2 separate regions of the Sus scrofa genome follow, and region 1 is linked to region 2. Evidence: chromatin contacts called from public Hi-C data. All regions are on one chromosome and are shown on one strand. The core of a region is the stretch at or near the end of the contact, and the rest is flanking DNA. Distances in the headings are between cores, read along the strand shown. Region 1 overlaps GNG2 (guanine nucleotide-binding protein G(I)/G(S)/G(O) subunit gamma-2). Region 2 overlaps GNG2 (guanine nucleotide-binding protein G(I)/G(S)/G(O) subunit gamma-2).

What was found. A called contact is a pair of places that touch in the nucleus more often than the background predicts.
Region 1: a contact with region 2 is called in a Hi-C map of alveolar macrophages, with 1.7 times the contacts expected there. The contact joins two enhancer-like sites. A contact is called at or near these places in 2 of 47 Hi-C or Micro-C datasets (alveolar macrophages and embryonic fibroblasts) and 1 of 2 datasets of contacts at active chromatin or transcription factors (alveolar macrophages).

The regions. Positions count from the first base shown.
Region 1 is chr1:181,651,201-181,655,294 of Sscrofa11.1, forward strand. GNG2 (guanine nucleotide-binding protein G(I)/G(S)/G(O) subunit gamma-2) reads left to right here. Exons shown (of 5, transcript XR_002346920.1): 5 at 1-772. Among named protein-coding and RNA genes, the nearest start is that of C1H14orf166, 28 kb to the right of the region's middle. Within about 2 kb of position 2,816, at least 24 of the 83 cell types and tissues checked have an H3K27ac peak or open chromatin away from gene starts, as enhancers often do. A contact at or near this core is called in alveolar macrophages, where this site is marked.
Region 2 is chr1:181,528,131-181,532,657 of Sscrofa11.1, forward strand. All of the region lies in intron 2 of GNG2 (guanine nucleotide-binding protein G(I)/G(S)/G(O) subunit gamma-2), which reads left to right. Among named protein-coding and RNA genes, the nearest start is that of GNG2, 45 kb to the left of the region's middle. Within about 2 kb of position 1,836, at least 18 of the 83 cell types and tissues checked have an H3K27ac peak or open chromatin away from gene starts, as enhancers often do. A contact at or near this core is called in alveolar macrophages, where this site is marked.

The DNA of each region.
Region 1 (4,094 bases), core at 1,566-4,065, 120 kb after region 2:
TATATGAGTTTTGACTTACTGATATTTTTACTTGTTAAAGGGGAAATAATTTTTTGATTAGTTATGCCCTAAAGAGTTTTAATTCTTTTAGAAATTTAACAATCATTTTCACCAGCATAATTTTATCTTAAGGGGTAACTGATAGGAAAACTTAGCTTAATTATTCAAGGCCCTAATTTATGTTTATACTATATTGGGTGGTAATAAAAGCCTGCCATGGAATTCGTTAAACAGTATGAATAACCCTCATATTTAGAACACATACTTTATTAAGGGAAAAAAACTATCTTGCATCATCCTCAATATAAAATTTGCTTTCTTTTTTTTTTTCTTTCAATTTTAGACCAAGTGCTATTTAATTCAAATCAGAGGTTGTGAATAAGTACTTTGAACTGAGGCTAGTTTTGCTAATAATATTTGAAAGAGATTGCTTAAGGAAAAATTCAAAACCATTTCCCCATGCACTAATATTCACAAAAGGAATTTAAGCATGCTGTCTTAGAGGATTTTCGTACTTCTTTTTTGTTTGTTTGTTTTAATATCTGCTTCTCGCTGCTTCTGGCAATGGTGAATTGTTACATATACATTAATGTTTTCCCAGCCCAAGACTTGTTCATATTTTTCCTATATAAGATCTATGGAGTGGAGTGTATCTTTCAAAGAGAGGGAAATACAGAAATGTTAAAACAGAAAAACCTGAATGCGATGTGTACATTTTCATCCCACATGGACAATGTATTTGTTTTAATAAATGGAATTTTCAGATTCATTCCATATGCAGTCGATTTTATTGTGAAATCCTATGAACCACCTTGCCCATCGACTCTGTGATTAATTTGAGAAGGATGACACATAACAAGATGGATGGAGGAATGAGAATCCATGGGTTTTCTTTAGGGTTTTGTTAACAGAGAGCCCAAAGGAAGAGTCCCATGAGACTCTAAAAGCCTTTCTCCCTGAGCACAGTGCTTGGGGATGGGGAAAGGTGATGGGGAAGTGACTTCCAGGGTCTGACAGGCTGGTCCGTGAGGAGAGATGAGCTGCATTTAAACTTGAACATGCTGTGAGTATGCCACCTGGGGATTTTTCCTTAAAAAAAAAAAAAAGAAAAAATTGACCACAGAACGTGTTGTTCTCCATAAGCTGGAGATAAATGCTTAAACTCTAGATTCACAGCTCCTCAGAGATATTCTAGTCAAGAAAGCCTTCCTTATGCCCCTCAAATTATGCCAGTGAGTAATAGGCCCTGTTAGTAAGGAGAGGCTGGATCTCCCAGGGCTCGTGCCTAAGACAAAAGTATCTTTAATCCTCTGATGAAGGGGGTCACTTGGAGTCTGTGCATTCATCCACTTACATCAGTTTTTCAGAGCAGGGTCCCTGGATCATCTGCTTTAGAATCACCAGGAATGCCTATTTAAGAGATAGACCTGGGGGCCTCCCACTAACTCAGAACTGCTAGCAATGGCGCTTTAGACCATGCACTCTGTTGCACGCTACTGTCTGAGGACCACTCATGTAAGTACTTAGACAGCTGGCTTTTCATCATGCCTCACGCAAGGCACAAACTAATTGTAAACATGCTGACTCTTATTCCCACAGCTGCAGGAAGTGGCTGCCCTGGAGTGAACATGTAACCCGTGGCTAAGAATCTTGGCGGCTCCTGGACAGGAGACACTAGGAGGAGGAAACTGGTGGGTTTTAACTCTGCTCCTGTTCTGTTGGGCCCCCGCGGGAGGATTGCCTCCAGCTCTGGTTCTTTAATAAGCTGCTCACATTTTCAACAGCGCTCACAATGACGTGGGAATTGGAGCTGGGTCAGCTCCAATCCACAAATTGCAAATAATTTGCCAAGGGAAATCCCTTTCCCTTTGGTTCTGCCCCAAATCTACATTTTCTTCTATTTAGAACCAGGAGACTCAGGCAGAATTTATTTTTAATGAAGGGGGTCATGGGCTCCCAGGCCTTTCCTCAGTAAGAACGCCTACTGTTTCTCCATGTCCATAATGAAGAAACCTGGGAGCCAGATACACCTCTGCCCCAAGGTGACAGAAAGAAGGTGCTTGGTGATCTCTGTTCTCACTCTGTGTGAGCAAGAGCCCAGTGAGATACAGAGAGGAGGAATGAGACCCCAGAGTTCCGTATGACCTTGTCCAAGTCCTTTAACCTCTCCATGCTATAGAATGGGGACAGGTGTACCTGATTCACTTGGTTCATAGACTTGTCTAAGCCAAATGTAGGTAAGAGAGTAGGTAAAGGGCATTGTGAAGGAAGAGTGATAAAGACTCATTAGACATTGATTCCACAATTTTTGAAAAGAGGGAGAATCTAGATCGTTTCTTCTCACCTCTTAACTCGTCACCTTTCCTCTCAAGCCCCAGGATCCCTGGTTCAGACCCTCATGTCCACCTGCTGGTGTGGCCACTCTGTATCTCATCTCCTCCCACTCTAAGCTATTCCACTCACCCCTGAGTACTCCTCTGGTTGCAAGTGGTAGGAATCTAGCTGAAGGTGGCTAATAATCCAAGGGCTCAGAAATAGGACCCACTTCAGGCTCAGCTGGATCCAGGTGCTCAGATGATGTCATCCTTTGTCTCTCTCACTCCCTTGGCTCTGCTTTCCTCTGTGCTATTTTAATTCCCAGATAGACTCTTCTCCTGTAGCATCAGGATAGTGTCTTCAGCTCCAGGCTTCACATCACACCAGTTTAGCAATCACAGAAGAAACATAACAGCAGCTCCAGAAAAAGTCCCTGGCTGTATCCCTGAAACACTTTCTAGGACTCTTATTGGCCAGATCTGGTTCACGTGCCCACCCACCCCTGAACCTGGGCATGGGGGTCACTGTGCCACATGGACAGAACAGGGGTTCCAAGGAAAGTGAAGTTCTTGTACTGGACGATCAGAAATTGAAGGTTAAAAGCAAAAATAACTGGTGGCAACTACATCTTGCCAGACTCAAGGATGTAACTCAGGCCTCACCACAATGCAGCCACACAGAGTAATCTGGCTCAGGAAGCGTTCATCAACCCTGGCTGGCCAGGCCCTGGGAAGTCAAGTCCACTCAACTCTTCTTATTCTGTTTGCTAAACTCTCCTCTGGTTCATCCTGTCTCCTGTAAATATAACATCTTCCATCCTACCTCCATGCCTTTGCTTATGATGTTGCCCCTCAGGAATGCCATTACTCAATGCCTCAAGTAAACAGATCTCGCTCATTTTCAAGCCTAGTCTGAATTCCATGTTGTCTGTGAATGACTTCAGGAAATACTTGTCTCTTTCCTCGCTCAAGCCCTATTGCCTTGTCATAGGCACCAAACAATTTAGTATCTGACTGAGTTAGAGGCACTGCACTAGGGTAGACAGCACAGGCCCTGCCTTTGAGGACCTTGTGGTTTTGTGGAGGAAGCAGACAAGTAAACAGTAATTATCAGTCACAACGAGAAGTTCCAGGACACAGGAAACTGAGGGCAGGAGGGTGGAGGTGGATTGCCAGCCTCCGCAGGAGGCGGTGTTGGAGTTAATGGCTGATTAGATAAGAATCTTGTCTCTTAGGGTGTACTGCCATATTCTAGGGAGCAGCGAGCCCCGACTGCACAGGCATCTCTCTAATCCTCCGCGGTGCCTAGCGCAGCGCTTAGGGACACAGAAAGTACTCAGCAATGATCTGATCGGTGACAAAGCGAGCACAGGGCAAATGCCTGCAGAGAAATGGGACGAGGCGGAGGCATAGCTATGAAAGCTGGTCTGAGAATGAGGCTCCCTGCCACAAGTGTCAGCAGTCAGCTCTGCACAGAGCGATGGACCGAGACAGAGGGAGCTCGGAGGCTCTCCTCTCCAAACAGTCCAGCTCCATGGCCCCACGACTTCATGCTCCCTAGCCAGCAGCTCCATAGTCTGGAAGACCCTACCACTTTCCAACCTGGAAGTGAGATTTGGGGGCGGGGCCATATGAAACACTGCTGACTGCCTCACCTTAATTTTGGCCCCTGGAGAGGCTGTCCATTCCACTCTCTCCTGAGAACACTATCTTTAATTGCCCTGCCCTGTGTCTATATGTGGCTTTTTTAAAAAATTAAAGTGTAGGAGCTCCCAGTGT
Region 2 (4,527 bases), core at 586-3,085:
CTATTGGGGGAAATTATATAATGTATATAAAAACATTTATTTAACATAGTGCCTAACATATAGTAATTAACTATTGAGAATTATAGCTATTATTAGTATAATTATTATTGTTACCACAAAGATGGAGTAGAGTATCTTGGGGTTCTTAGCAAGTTTTAGCAGAAATTATTCTGGCCCAGCATTAACCTTAGATGCTCTGAACTCAGAGTAAGGAATCACTGGAGGAAGGCTGTTTCCCCGGCGTAATCAAATGTCAATGTTTTAACTTAGTTAAGAAACGATCTCAGACTTGCACTATTTTTTCAGCAGTGCATGTGTTTAGTCATAAATATTTCCAGTTTTCCTCCCCAATTCATGATACGCTTACTCTTCTCTGTCTGATTTAGGTAGGTGTAAGCCACAAGTTTATACGTTGGCCAGTGAAAGGTGAGCAGAAGTGATGTTTGCCATCTCCAGGAAGAAGCTTGTAAGAACCAGGATGTGAACACATTCCTTGGCAATTGACAGTGGTAGAAGACAGAAACGCTGGCTCAGCTCTTAAGCCAGGGTCCTAAAGACAACATAGAGCTGGTCCCTTCACTGACCTGCAGTGGACACATAGTGAGAGTGAGAAATGAGCTTTTCGGTCTTAAAAGATTTGAGGGTTGTTTGTTACCACTGTATAACCTAGCCTATCCTGACTGATGCACTCTTGTGATCCCTTCAAACTCTATAGAGAAAAAAAAAAAAAACTTAACCGTAACAGTACATAAAATGTGTTGCAATTTGAAGGTAGTAATTTTTAATGACTATGCTGTGTGTGTATGTGTGCTTATTGTATGTTGTACCATAGGGAAGCATCGGGATACTTAACATTTTAATTTAAATAAACTTATATACAATTTTTCATTTACATTTTTAAAATAAGCTTTATTTCTAGTTCCTATAGAGGAAAATCAACATACCAAAATTACCAGCATCTTTTTTTTTGGAGAGAGATTTTCATGATGCCTGAATTCCAAACCTGGTATGATCGCTGGGTCATGGTCCCTCTCACTGAAAGCTCACCAGAGTGGTGCCCTGTTGGACAGAGGATCTTCTAAGAGAAGATAATGGACTAAGCCACAGCCATGGCCTTGGTCTCCTTAAGAAAATAGTCTGCTTTAAGCCCTATTGTGATGTTCAGTTATAAATAGTGGTTCTTAGTACATAGAGCATCTTAAATAACATGTATTGATCAATGGAGGGAAGCAGTCCACAGTTCTTCCAGACGTCTAGACTCTTTCATGTTTGCTTTTAAAAAAATAAATCTCTTTATTTAGACCTCTTGGTATTAACACTTACATTTACCCTAGAAATGAGTTATCTTGTTATGATCGGGTAATGTTAAGGACAAGAAAATGCATTTTTAATTAAAAAAGACATTTACATGTGATTGACCGTGTATGCACAGGTGTGAGCTATTTTACTTGATATTTTTTACTACTGATTTTATTTCACCTGATTATTTCATTTGGGTCTCTAAAACTACATTATGAAAGACCTTAATTATTTAAATTAGGAACAGATTAATTATCTCCAGTGTACAAACTCAAATTAATTTCATTATTAACCTGAGTTTTAAATTGATTAATCTTGGAGTGTTTAAGGAACCAAGTGGGGTTTTTTCACCCTTAAGGAAAAGGGCATATTTGATTCGATGAATTCTCTCCGTTACAACAGTCGTGCTAATCGGAGCAAGAAATTTGCAAGGCAACTTTGGATAGATTTTATAAACCAGCCAGAAACCTGTGTGTCTGGGGCTTCTGGGGGAACAATCTGTGAGTCATTTTAAAAAACAAACACACTCATAATCACAGTGCATGTTGTTACCATGGTAATTAGGCTTGTGGACTTGTGCGTTGCTTATGTTCCTGTAAAGGGAAGAGGGGGAGAGAAACCCAGACTTCAGAGCTTTAACTATCAGCTTCATTTTGACTATTGAGAGAGTTTAAGAGTTTCTTGAGACCATACTGGAACAGTCATCCTGAGAGGGAAATTAAAGAAACCCTGGCATCTTCCCTTTGTTATTCAACAGAAGTTTGCCAAATTAAGTTTTGGGATTGCCACGGGGAGAAAAGGACCACTGGGGCTTCTCTCAGGAAGAAAGAGGGGGAAATAGGTCCTTGATCTGCTATGTAATTACATACAAGTCTCTAAGGTCTACCTGGGAAGTGTCTAGTGTGCAGGTGCCCAGGGCCTTAATGAGCCTCTGAAAGGCACCAAGTCCACTGGCGTAACATTATTATAGTTTAAAGGATCCTCAGGGCATTATTCTAATACGTGATCAGAGGTGGCTTTTAGTGAGCCTGTTGTTTCAGATCTGATCCCCAAGTAGACCAAGTAGTAAGTTTAGTTTTGAAATCTCTGAGTCTGTTTCTCCCTATTTTATGGGGTAGATACAACCCCTTTATCTTGGACAGGCATCTTATAATACAAGCTCAGAGATCACAGAGGAGACCAGGGAGGTTATATGAGCTCTGCCAAATCTGTCACCACTCCAGGGAACAATAAAATCAAAACACACGCTTGTTTGATGGACGGTAAACAAAGTTGTTAGGCCAGTGAGATTACTAAGGAGTGATTCATTATGATTCTATATGGAGAACAAACAACACCCTTAAATCAATTAGTGCACATCCAAAACTGGTTTTTTTTTAGAATATTTTGTTTATTTAAAATTTTATTGGGATATAGTTGACTTAGAATGTTGTGTTTCAGATATACAGCAAAGTGAATCAGTTATACATATCCCTATATCCATTCCTTTTCAGATCCTTTTCCCATATGTCACTACAGAGTATTGAGCAGATTTCCCTGTGCTATACAGTTACTCATGCGTTTTTATGGAGCGTAGTGTGTATATGTCAATCTCAGCCTCCCAATTTGTCCCTCCCCCCAGTGTTTCCCTTTTAGTAACCTTAAGTTTAGTTTTGAAATCTTTGAGTCTGTTTCTCTTTTGTGAATAAGTTCTATTGTATCATTTTTATTAGATTCCACATACTGGTGATCTCATATATATTTGTCTTTCTCTGCCTGACTTACTTCATTTAGTGTGATTATCTCTAGGTCCATGCATATTGCTGAAACTGACATTATTTCATTTTTTAATGGCTGAGTAGCATTCCATTGAATGTATGTACCACATCTTTATCTACTCCTCTGTCAATGGATATTTAGGTTGCTTCCATGTCTTAGCTATTGTAAATAGGGTTGCAGTGAACATTAGGATGCGTGTTATCTTTTCAAATCATGGTTTTCTCTGGATATATGCTTGGGAGTGGGATTGCTGGATCATATGGAGTTCTATTTTTAGTTTTTCGAGGAAACTCCATAGTGTTTTCCTAGTGGTTGTACCAACTTACATTCCCACCAGTAGTGTAGAGGGTTCCCTTTTCTCTACACCCTCTCCAACATTTATTGTTTGCAGACTTTCTGATGATGGCCATTCTTATTGGTGTGAGGTGATATCCCATTGTAGTTTTGATTTTCATTCCTTTAATAATTAATGGTGTTGAGTGTCTTTTCATGTGCTTTTTGGCCATCTATCTGTCTTCTTTGGAGAAATGTCTATGTAGACATTCTGACCATTTTTTGATTGGCTTGGGTTGTTTTTGGTTTTTTTTTTTTTTTTTTTTTTTTAAATATAAAGCTGTATGAGCTGTTTGTATATTTTGGAGATTAATTCTTTGTTGATCACTTCACTTGCCAAGATTTTCTCCCATTCTGTGGGTTGTAGGTTTTGAAGAGTATTTTAAAATTTACTTTAAGAAACCTAGATATCCTTTTATTTTATTTTATTTTATTTTTGTCTTTTGTCCTTTTTAGGGCCGTACCTGTTGGCATATGGAGGTTCCCAGGCTAGGGTCTAATGGGAACTGTAGCCACCAGCCTATGCCAGAGCCACAGCAACGCGGGATCAGAGCTGCATCTGCGACCTACACCACAGCTCATGGCAACACCAGACCTTAACCCACTGAGCAAGTCCAGGGATTGAACCCACAACCTCATGGTTCCTAGTCAGATTCGTTTTCGTTTTCGCTGCATCACAACAGGAACTCCCAAGAAACCTAGGTACCCTTTTAAATTGATTACTATAATACACTGACTAGAGGTTTTTTTTCCCAAAGTATTCCTTCAATCGATTTTATTTAGAGTTACACAACTTTTCCTAATTAAAACTATTTTTTCAAAAGGTTTGAAATAATATGCCATGGGAGTGTGATTAAAGGGCCATGCAAACACAGGGCGTTTGTGTGCGACTTTGCCCTGGCATATGGTGCAATAACTGTTTCTCAAAACTGTAGATTTCAATTTTACTCGCATATTTGGGAACAAGGCCCATGTTACTGAAACTTAATTCTATGCTGTCTTAATTTCTTTAAGGCTAGTAAACAATGCTTAAACTCTTTTTTTGGTGGTGAAAGCAATTCATGGTGAACATTGAAAATCTGGAAAATACGAAAAGTGTAAAGAAAAACTTAGACTGACCACTTCTATTAATGGGAT